3 separate regions of the Mus musculus genome follow, and all the other regions are linked to region 3. The links are chromatin contacts, called in public promoter capture Hi-C maps. All regions are on one chromosome and are shown on one strand. Each heading gives the region's core, a stretch centred on a gene start, on an enhancer-like site or on the middle of the called end of the contact. The rest is flanking DNA. Distances are from core to core; before and after follow the strand shown.

Evidence for each region. Promoter capture Hi-C pulls out the DNA fragments that hold promoters and counts their contacts. Capture Hi-C pulls out chosen DNA fragments and counts their contacts.
Region 1: a promoter capture Hi-C map of stem cell-derived epiblast-like cells shows a contact between it and region 3, with 3 times the contacts expected there. The contact joins the promoter of Syndig1l here to the promoter of Eif2b2 in region 3. A contact is called at or near these places in 2 of 39 promoter capture datasets (pre-B cells and stem cell-derived epiblast-like cells).
Region 2: a promoter capture Hi-C map of adipose tissue shows a contact between it and region 3. The contact joins the promoter of Ttll5 here to the promoter of Eif2b2 in region 3. A contact is called at or near these places in 3 of 484 Hi-C or Micro-C datasets (CD4 T cells, CD8 T cells and regulatory T cells), 1 of 115 datasets of contacts at active chromatin or transcription factors (trophoblast stem cells) and 1 of 9 other capture datasets (adipose tissue).

Annotation. Positions count from the first base shown.
Region 1 is chr12:84,697,503-84,700,202 of GRCm38.p6, reverse strand. Syndig1l (synapse differentiation inducing 1 like) reads left to right here and starts at 1,396. Exons shown (of 4, transcript NM_001033334.2): 1 at 1,396-1,677.
Region 2 is chr12:85,823,496-85,826,195 of GRCm38.p6, reverse strand. It overlaps Ttll5 (tubulin tyrosine ligase-like family, member 5), which reads right to left and starts at 1,276. Exons shown (of 34, transcript NM_001081423.3): 1 at 1,110-1,276. Erg28 (ergosterol biosynthesis 28) reads left to right here and starts at 1,303. Exons shown (of 5, transcript NM_021446.3): 1 at 1,303-1,725.
Region 3 is chr12:85,218,048-85,220,747 of GRCm38.p6, reverse strand. Eif2b2 (eukaryotic translation initiation factor 2B, subunit 2 beta) reads right to left here and starts at 1,267. Exons shown (of 8, transcript NM_145445.4): 1 at 1,024-1,267; 2 at 806-926; 3 at 503-651. The coding sequence starts at 1,186.

The DNA.
Region 1 (2,700 bases), core at 147-2,646, 520 kb after region 3:
GCAGGCTGGGAGCTAAAGGGAACTGCTTTAGATGTTCTGCGCCCACAAGAGCTCCCTCCCATTCAGTGTAGGTTGGCATCCCGACATGGGAGAAGGGAGGGGTCACTGCAGAGTTTTGTTCCCAGGATTCTACAGCTGCCTCAGCTTCAGCGTGCTCTGGAGTTCCCTTTGCCCATCGCTATTTACCTTCCTTTAATGAGAATATGCCTTTTTTCCTGTCCTCTGGGTACCATGATGAATCTCAAGACCTTGTCATGGGTAGAGGGGAAGGCATGAACAATGCTGGTATCCATCCATTCACAACACTCGCGGTAGGGCTAATCTCTCACCATGCTTAAAAAGACAAAAAACAAAACAAAACAAAACAAATGACAAAAATTTAAATTAAATTAAGTTAAATTAAATTAAATTAAATTAAAGGGCTAGCAAGATGGCTCAGCAGGTAAGAGCACTGACTGTTCTTCTGAAGATCCTGAGTTCAAATCCCAGCAATAACATGGTGGCTCATAACCACCCATAATGAATAAATCTAAAAAAATAAAAATCTATGGGAGCTCAAGAAGAAGAAAAAAAAGAGCCGCATAGTTGGGAACACAGAGCCGCCAGAACCCTACAGTCAGATTAGATTTCAGGCCTCCTCATGGGAGAATGACAGAGATGGCTCACCCACTGAGCCTATTGGATGCCAATGTGTCACATATATGTCCTTATATGACCCCCTCATTGATGGATTCCGTCTGGAGAATTTGACAGGTTTTGTAACTTCCTCTGGGTCACACAGTGTTTGGAACAAACTATCACCAAAACTCATGGGCTATAGAACCTATATACTTCCCAACAGAACTGAAGTCTCCAAATCCCGATATTTAAGCTGTGTTGACCTCAGCACAACTCATCCATGTTTGGGAGACAGAGGGTACCTAGTAGATTGTTAAGATAATTAAATGAGATCACTCTGGCTAAATAAATAAATAACCTGGCGTGGTTTATTTAGTAGGCATTCAATAAATATTTTTGTTTGTTTGTTTCTCTTTGTAGGGCTGATCAATAATTTGAACTCAGAGCTTGGGAGCCTCAGAGCTCAAAAATACTCTAAGAAGCTCAAGGGTCGCGCGCGCATCGCTTCTGGGGTGCGCGAGAGGAGGCAGGGGAGAAAAGCTGGAGAAGAGGGTTTGGCTCCAGGAAGCAGAAAAGCCGGTTCCAGCTGCGCGCCCCTCGCGCCGCCGCCGCCTCCTCCGGGCTCCCCGACTTCCCGCCCCGCCCCGCCCCGCCCCTCCCCTCCCGGGAGCTGGGTCCGGAGTGCCTGGTGGGCTGGTTCTGGAGCGTGGAAGGGAGCACGGAGGCGAGAGGCAGGCGGTGGCGGCGGGAGGCGGGGACCCTCCTCGCCGCTCCCCCAAGTCGGCGCGGAGCCGCCTCGGGCCGGGCTGAGAGCTGAGCGCGGCGGAGCCGGGATGCGGGGCTCCCGGGACCGTGTAGGGCGCGCGGGGCGGCGGCGGGCGAGCGGGAGCTGTCCACGGTTCTGAAGCAGCGGCGGCGACAGCGGCAGGGACGCGGGCCGGGAGCAGGGAGCTCTCCTGGAAGCTTCACCGCGGCCGCGAGGCGGGGACGCCGTTGCTCGCCGGCCCATGCCCGGTCCCCGAGCCCCGCGAGGAGGCGGGACGGTCCGCAGAGCGACAGGTAAGGAGCCGTCTGGGGGCGCAGCGGGAGCGCAGAGCTAGGCACCGAGAGAGCTGGGGAATGCTGGGGGAGCCTAGCAGTGCTGAAGCTCCAACCCCTACAGGTCCTCGCACTCCTTCAGAGCTCTGGCCAGGTCCAGCCCCACTCTTCACCTCCTTGTTGGGTGACTCTAGGAGAGACTTGAGGCATCCAGACTGTGATAGGTACCTGGGCACCTTGACCCTGTACCTCCAGGTCTTGGCCCTGACCTGAGACAGCTCTGAGACACCTTGCCTACTGATTACAGGAACATTGATGTGAGTCTCCCAGACTCCCTAGTATCAGTCTCCACTAAGATTCCATGACATTGGTCAAATCTGAGTGGATTTCACTCAGCTATTCCTTCCCATCCAAGCCTGGTCACTAGAGTGACTGGAGAAGCTGTGATCTCTTTGCTCTTGGGTTTCTTTGCCCTGGAATAGCCCTTGGGACAGGGAAATGGGGGCAGGGGTTGTCTATCTCCTCAGGACTGGTTAATACATTTCTTTGGGGGAAAGGAAAAGGTGACAGGTTCCTCAGCTTTTTCCGTGACTCTCTTCCTCTTGAAAAGGGGCTGGGCTTGCATCACACTGCTTGGTTTGGGAAGACAACGTAGTGGACCCGGATCTGGTTTTCTATTATATGCCTGAGTGCTGATGACCCCGACAGAGCTTCCATTTGGTTCTCTCTCTCTCTCTCTCTCTCTCTCTCTCTCTCTCTCTCTCTCTCTCTCTCTCTCTGGCAAGAGTATGTAGCATGAGCTCATTCAGGCCTGCAAAGTGCTTCCAGTTCTTCAGCCCAGAGTTCTGTGAGTGGCAGAACAGACCCATGGAAATAAAACTGCGTAGAGGTAGACTAGTTCACTGCTGTGGTTGACCACGGTCTTCAGACTGGCTCCTCGGCACCCTCCCACCCAGCTCAATTCCGCACCCTTGGAGGTCAAAAGGCTCTGGTTGGCAGCTTCTAATTCCTGGCATTAGTTGTCCAAGCTTATTAAGCCCAGTC
Region 2 (2,700 bases), core at 27-2,526, 610 kb before region 3:
GAGCTCAGAGATCTGCCTGCCTCTGCTGGGATTAAAAGGGTATGACACAAAATTTTTTTCAAACAGATACTGTCTCTGCTGTATCTAAAAAGCTGTTACTGAATTTGAGTCGTTTTATATAATAAAAGAGCAAGCACCAAAGGAGAGGCTTTAGGGCACTGATGTGGACAGTTGATAAGCCTATGTTTAGAAAATTCTTTGCTAAACAAATCTGACCAGGATCAAAATAAAAATCCAAGGTTCAAAACCCTTGCCAATATTTATACAGACTCTACCACAAGCAAACAGAATAAGCTGTTATGTTTCTAGGAAAACCAAATCACCCGAACTATTAATAAAAGGGTGGTGAAAATATTTCTCCTCAGCAGGGATCACATAAATGGCCGGGGAAAGGGGAAGTCAAATACTCTAATTATTGGTACTTTTTTTTTTAATCACACATTTTAATCCGGATATCAAGTAGACACATAAAATTAGGAAATCTCCAATTCCCAGGCTTCTAACTTCAAACACTTTCCATAGAGAAAAAGTTTCATGTTCGTTATAGAGAAAATAGAAACGTTTAGGGAAAACGCTTAACCTTAATGTCACTACTCAAAGATAATCAATTCGTGGCAATTCTCCAAGCTTTTGCTGGTCTGTGCATTGACTTATACAATAAGACTCTCAAAAACAAAGCAACTGCAGCAAGCAGCAACAGTGACTAACCCCGACCCTACACATCTTCAGCAGAAATGAGTAATACCAAACAACCTCAATGATTCTTTTCGGGTGATTCCTAAAGGAACTTCTCGACCTTACCCAAAAATGCTTGAGAGTCTTTTAAGTTAAAACCTTCAGGGATGCCCACCTTTCCTCGGCTCCCTGAAGAGTAGAACGAGATAAATGCTCAGGAAGTCCTTGCCCCTACAGGGACCAGCCGCCAGCTCCAGCCCAGCACACCCCAACCCCAGGCAGCTCCGCAGGCAAGGACGCGGCGACTCTGCCGCAGCGCTTCTGCCCAGCACGCCCGGAAGCCAACAGCTGCTCCGGAGCTCGGAGGGAAGCGCAGCGGCGCCCGCCTAACCCTGGAGCGCACCTCCCCGGAGCGCGCCGGCGCAGGCGTTTACCTGTCTCATCTTCTCACGGCTCGGGGCCGGCAGGCGGGGACCACGCTCTGCTTCACCTCCCTCCTCCTTCCCCAGCCCGAATCAACGCAGCCGCCGAAGGCTGCTTCCCCCGTTACTACAACAACCAACAAGCAACCGCCCGCTAAGAGCCACTGCGCAGGCGCCCGCCAGCGGCGCGAACAACGCTCGGCTGCGGGCGCTGACGGATGGCGTCACCACGGCGCGCTCAGACACCAGAGCCAACCCAGGCTGTCACCAGAAGGTTTCTTGGCTCCTTTTTCTCTCTGCGTTTTCCCCACCCCTAAAAGACTGACTCCAAACTCAGAGTTCCGCCACGCTCGACAGAAGGGTTTACCGCGTGAGCGGCGTAGCAGGAAGAGGCTCAGGCGGCGGCAACTGCTGATTGGCAGCAAAGGAGTTCACTCCCTATCGCCTGCTCGAACTGAGCCAGCGTAGCCAATCAGAACGAGGACTGACAAAAACAACCCAATCCTGGAGCTGGGCTGAGGGAGGGGGCGGGAACAAGTGGCCCAGGTGGACTTGGGACCGGAGCTGGCCTAGGGAGAGCTGGTTTGCGGATGCTGCTGATACTGCTGCAGTAGTACTGGATCGTCAGGTAGGAGAATTTGGAGTGGGATGTAGCACCCGAGTAAAACTATCTGCAAAATTTAGGAAAGTGGGGGTTGCCTGGAAAGCAACCGGAGGTGGTGGTGGAGGAGTCTAGAAACGATGTCCAAGAGGAGGTGCTAGGAAAATGGAGATTTGGTCAATTCTGGGGATGGGTGAGTGAACGGGCAGTCGTTATGAACCTAGCTCTGCAACGAGCTTTCACTTTTCCTCATGTATTATCGGGTAACCCTCGAGATAGAGGCTTATATCCCCATTTTACGGATGAGAAAACCGAGTCTCTAGAGTCTCACTGGCTTGTCTGAACCCCTCAGATATGAGTGGTGTAGCTAGGATAGGAGTCTGCCTCTATTGATTGTTAATTAGTATCGCATCCATGCTGACCTGGGCAAGGGTGTACCCCACCTCTCTCTCCACCTCATAACTCCAAGGGAATGGGTTTAAAGAATTGGTAGAGTCATACAGAAATGCTCTGGTGTGTTTTCATCAGCTCTGGGATTTCTAAGATCTGTGAAATAAATGGAGGGTGTAAGTTCTACGTTCTACTGAAAGGGAGTGTGTGCGGGGGCGGGCTGGGGGGATTTTTAAATAACCCAAGCTGGTGTTGAGAGGAGAAAGTAAAAAGAAGTAGATTGGCATATGCTGTAAGTGTCTGTGAAGATCAGCACACCCCAGCATCTCTAGACTGGGACAGTCCCCGTTTGAGACCTCTTTCCTCTGGGTCCACCCTTTCTCTCCTGGAGCCCTTTATAGTTGGTTTTTCGTCATCACTTCACTTGATGTCTATATACACTGGGTAGTAGGGAATCATACTGAAACATTACCACAGTGATAAGGGAAGCCTGATAGTTTCTTACAGCTTTCAGGCCAAAGCAGTTAGCCTGACAATAGGTAAATGAAGGGCCAATATGATGGTGGCTATGACAAATTGTCTCTGTGGGATCCCTTTAGAGCTGATGGAAAT
Region 3 (2,700 bases), core at 18-2,517:
CCATCCCTGGAACCCACATAAAGGGGGATGCGCAAATTCTACAAAGTTGCCCTGTGACCCACACACACACACACACATACACACACCACTAATAGTAAACATTTTTTGAAGTCAAGATGAAGTTTAGTGAAAAAGAAACTTCCAAATGCGGCTTTGGGGAACTCGTTTTCTGTTTTTTGCAGCACTGGGAATGAAACCCAGAGCCTCAAGTAAGGCACTCTTCCACTGAGCTACATCCCCAGCAAGTTCATTTGCTATAAAATAAAATAAAATAAAATAACTTCCCCTAAAAGAAATCTCTCGCTTAATATACTGTTAAAGAGCAGGTCTGTCTTGAAAGATGCAGTTACTATAAGCTTGGTGTTTTCCATCCACTCCTACCAAATGGGTGTTCAAACCAGAAGACTGGTGATCTCGCCTATCCCTGTCAATGCACAATTTCTAGGGGACTGTTTCACTTGCCTGCGACCTAACTTGTCCACTTAGTGATCAGATCTCTTACCCAGTTCCACCAGCAGCTCATTAATCGCCTCAATGATGTTGGCCTTAAGTGGGGCAAAATGGAAGCTGAAATCCTCGCTCAGGCCTCCGGATGTCAAGAGTTTGTGCAGGGACTCCTGCTGATCGCTCTCGTCACTGCGCCCGTGCAGTCTATGGAGGCAACAAGACCCAAAGAGTGATCACTGGGGCAACGGGAGCAGCTCAGCCACAACAGAGGCTTCAAGCTGATAGGTGGCACGGTTTAACAACCAAAAGCCAGCACCCCTTGGTCCCACCAGGAGCCCACCCAAGCTGTGAGTTTGACCTGCCATACTCCTCCCGGATGATCTTGAGGACTCTCCGCACCATATTTCCCACGGTGGTCTCGGAGGGCTGCGCAGCCGTCATCCTCCTGCCCTCTCTGCGGATCAAATCCATAAGGTCCCCTGAAACCCAAGAGAGACCGAGTGAACGGGGCAGGCGCGCGGTGAAAGTGAATATCAGCTTCAGGAATAGAACAAGAACGAGGATGAGTTGCCGCACCCGCGTTGTTCCAGTGGTGGTCCGTGATAAGCCGGCGCAGCAGCCCCAGGGTCTCCCGAGCCATGTCCTCCGAGCTGCGCTGCCCGCCACCTCGCTTCAGAGTCTCCACGAAGCCTTCGATCCTCTCGGACAACTCCGAGCCCTTCGCCGCGGCACCCGGCATTTCCAACACCGTCCCGGGACTCACTTACAGAAGCCTCAATTGCCAAAGCACTGTTTCACTTCCGGGCCGAGAGAGGTCAACTTCCGCTCGGTGAAACATAATTGAGTTCGTGGAGTTGTAAGCCCGCCCCTCCCTCTGCTGAGGCCAATCAGAAACGTGTTAGGGCGGAGCTGGGCGCACCGCCGGGAAGTGACGGCTGGAAGGGTCCCCTTGGGAGTCTGCGCGCCGAGCCGGGAGGCCCGGAGGACGCTGGCCAGTCTGGTTGCTATGGGAACAGCGAGCGGCTCTCCCGCCCTGCGACCAGCAGAAGTGGCTTTCCTCCTTCCTGGCTCCATCGCTGCCTGATGCTTGGCAGACGCCTCCATGAGTGCGAGTCCAGGGCTCGAGACGCCCAGAAAAGTGCTGCTGCAACGCGGGTTGAACATGTTCACCTTTTCCAATGGGTTCCATTCCCCACCGACTTTATCTTTCTTTTCCCCGCTCGGTGCAAGGAATTGAACGTAGGATCTCACAGGTGCTAGGCAAGTGGTACCACCATTCCTATTCCTAGCTCTTACGTTGTTGTTTGCTTTTTTATATCCTCGGCCTCGAAAGCCCTAAGGAATGTCACTAATGAAAGAGATTCAAAGTAGAAGCTAGCCGGGCTGTGGTGGCGCACGCCTTTGATCCCAGCACTTGGGAGGCAGAGGCAGGTGGATTTCTAAGTTTGAGGCCAGACTGGTCTACGAAGTTAGTTCCAGGACAGCCAGGGCTATTCAGAGAAACCCTGTCTCGAAATAACAAACAAACAAAGTAGAAGCTAATAGGACACCAAGAATGCTGTCCTGCAATTTGGAGGCCGGCGAGTACATGCAATGTAATAAGTCCTTCCATTGACCCGACACTTACTAGGTATTGAGTGCTGTAAGTTCTTACTGTCATACAGCTACATGAGGTAGGTTCTCCTCCCCCGGCTTTACAAACTGAGAAAGAGATTCACGGTATTGAAGCAGTTAGGGAGGTAAAAAGGCTGTGCTTATCCTGGGTCCCCTGAACCCAAACGGAATTAGAATCTCTTATTTATTTAAGATAAACGTCTTGGGCTGGCGAGATGGCTCAGCCATTAAAGGCTAGGCTCACAACCAAAAATATAAGATAAATGTCTCAAAAGTGAATCTTCCAGACTTTTAAGACTTTCCTTACAGCTGATAAATTGTCTTCAGAGGGATTAGATCGGTATCAAAATCATATAAAGATAGTACAGGAAAACTGTACCTGTCATTAGCAAAACAAAAAGAAAAACCTAATAAATTACTAGAAAAATAGAATGCAGCAGTACATTAAAAAGTAAATATTTGCAATCTCTAAATAGCATATTGTTTAATTTGCTGGGGTCTGGCTCACCTGTATCTTTGCTTTCAGGGCCGACTCTACTGTGTTGCCCAGGCAACGTGCAGGGCCAGCTCTCCCAAGTGCTACAGCCAGTGGGGCAGGGCTAGCTCTCCCCAACTCATGACTCTAGGATCAGCTCTCCT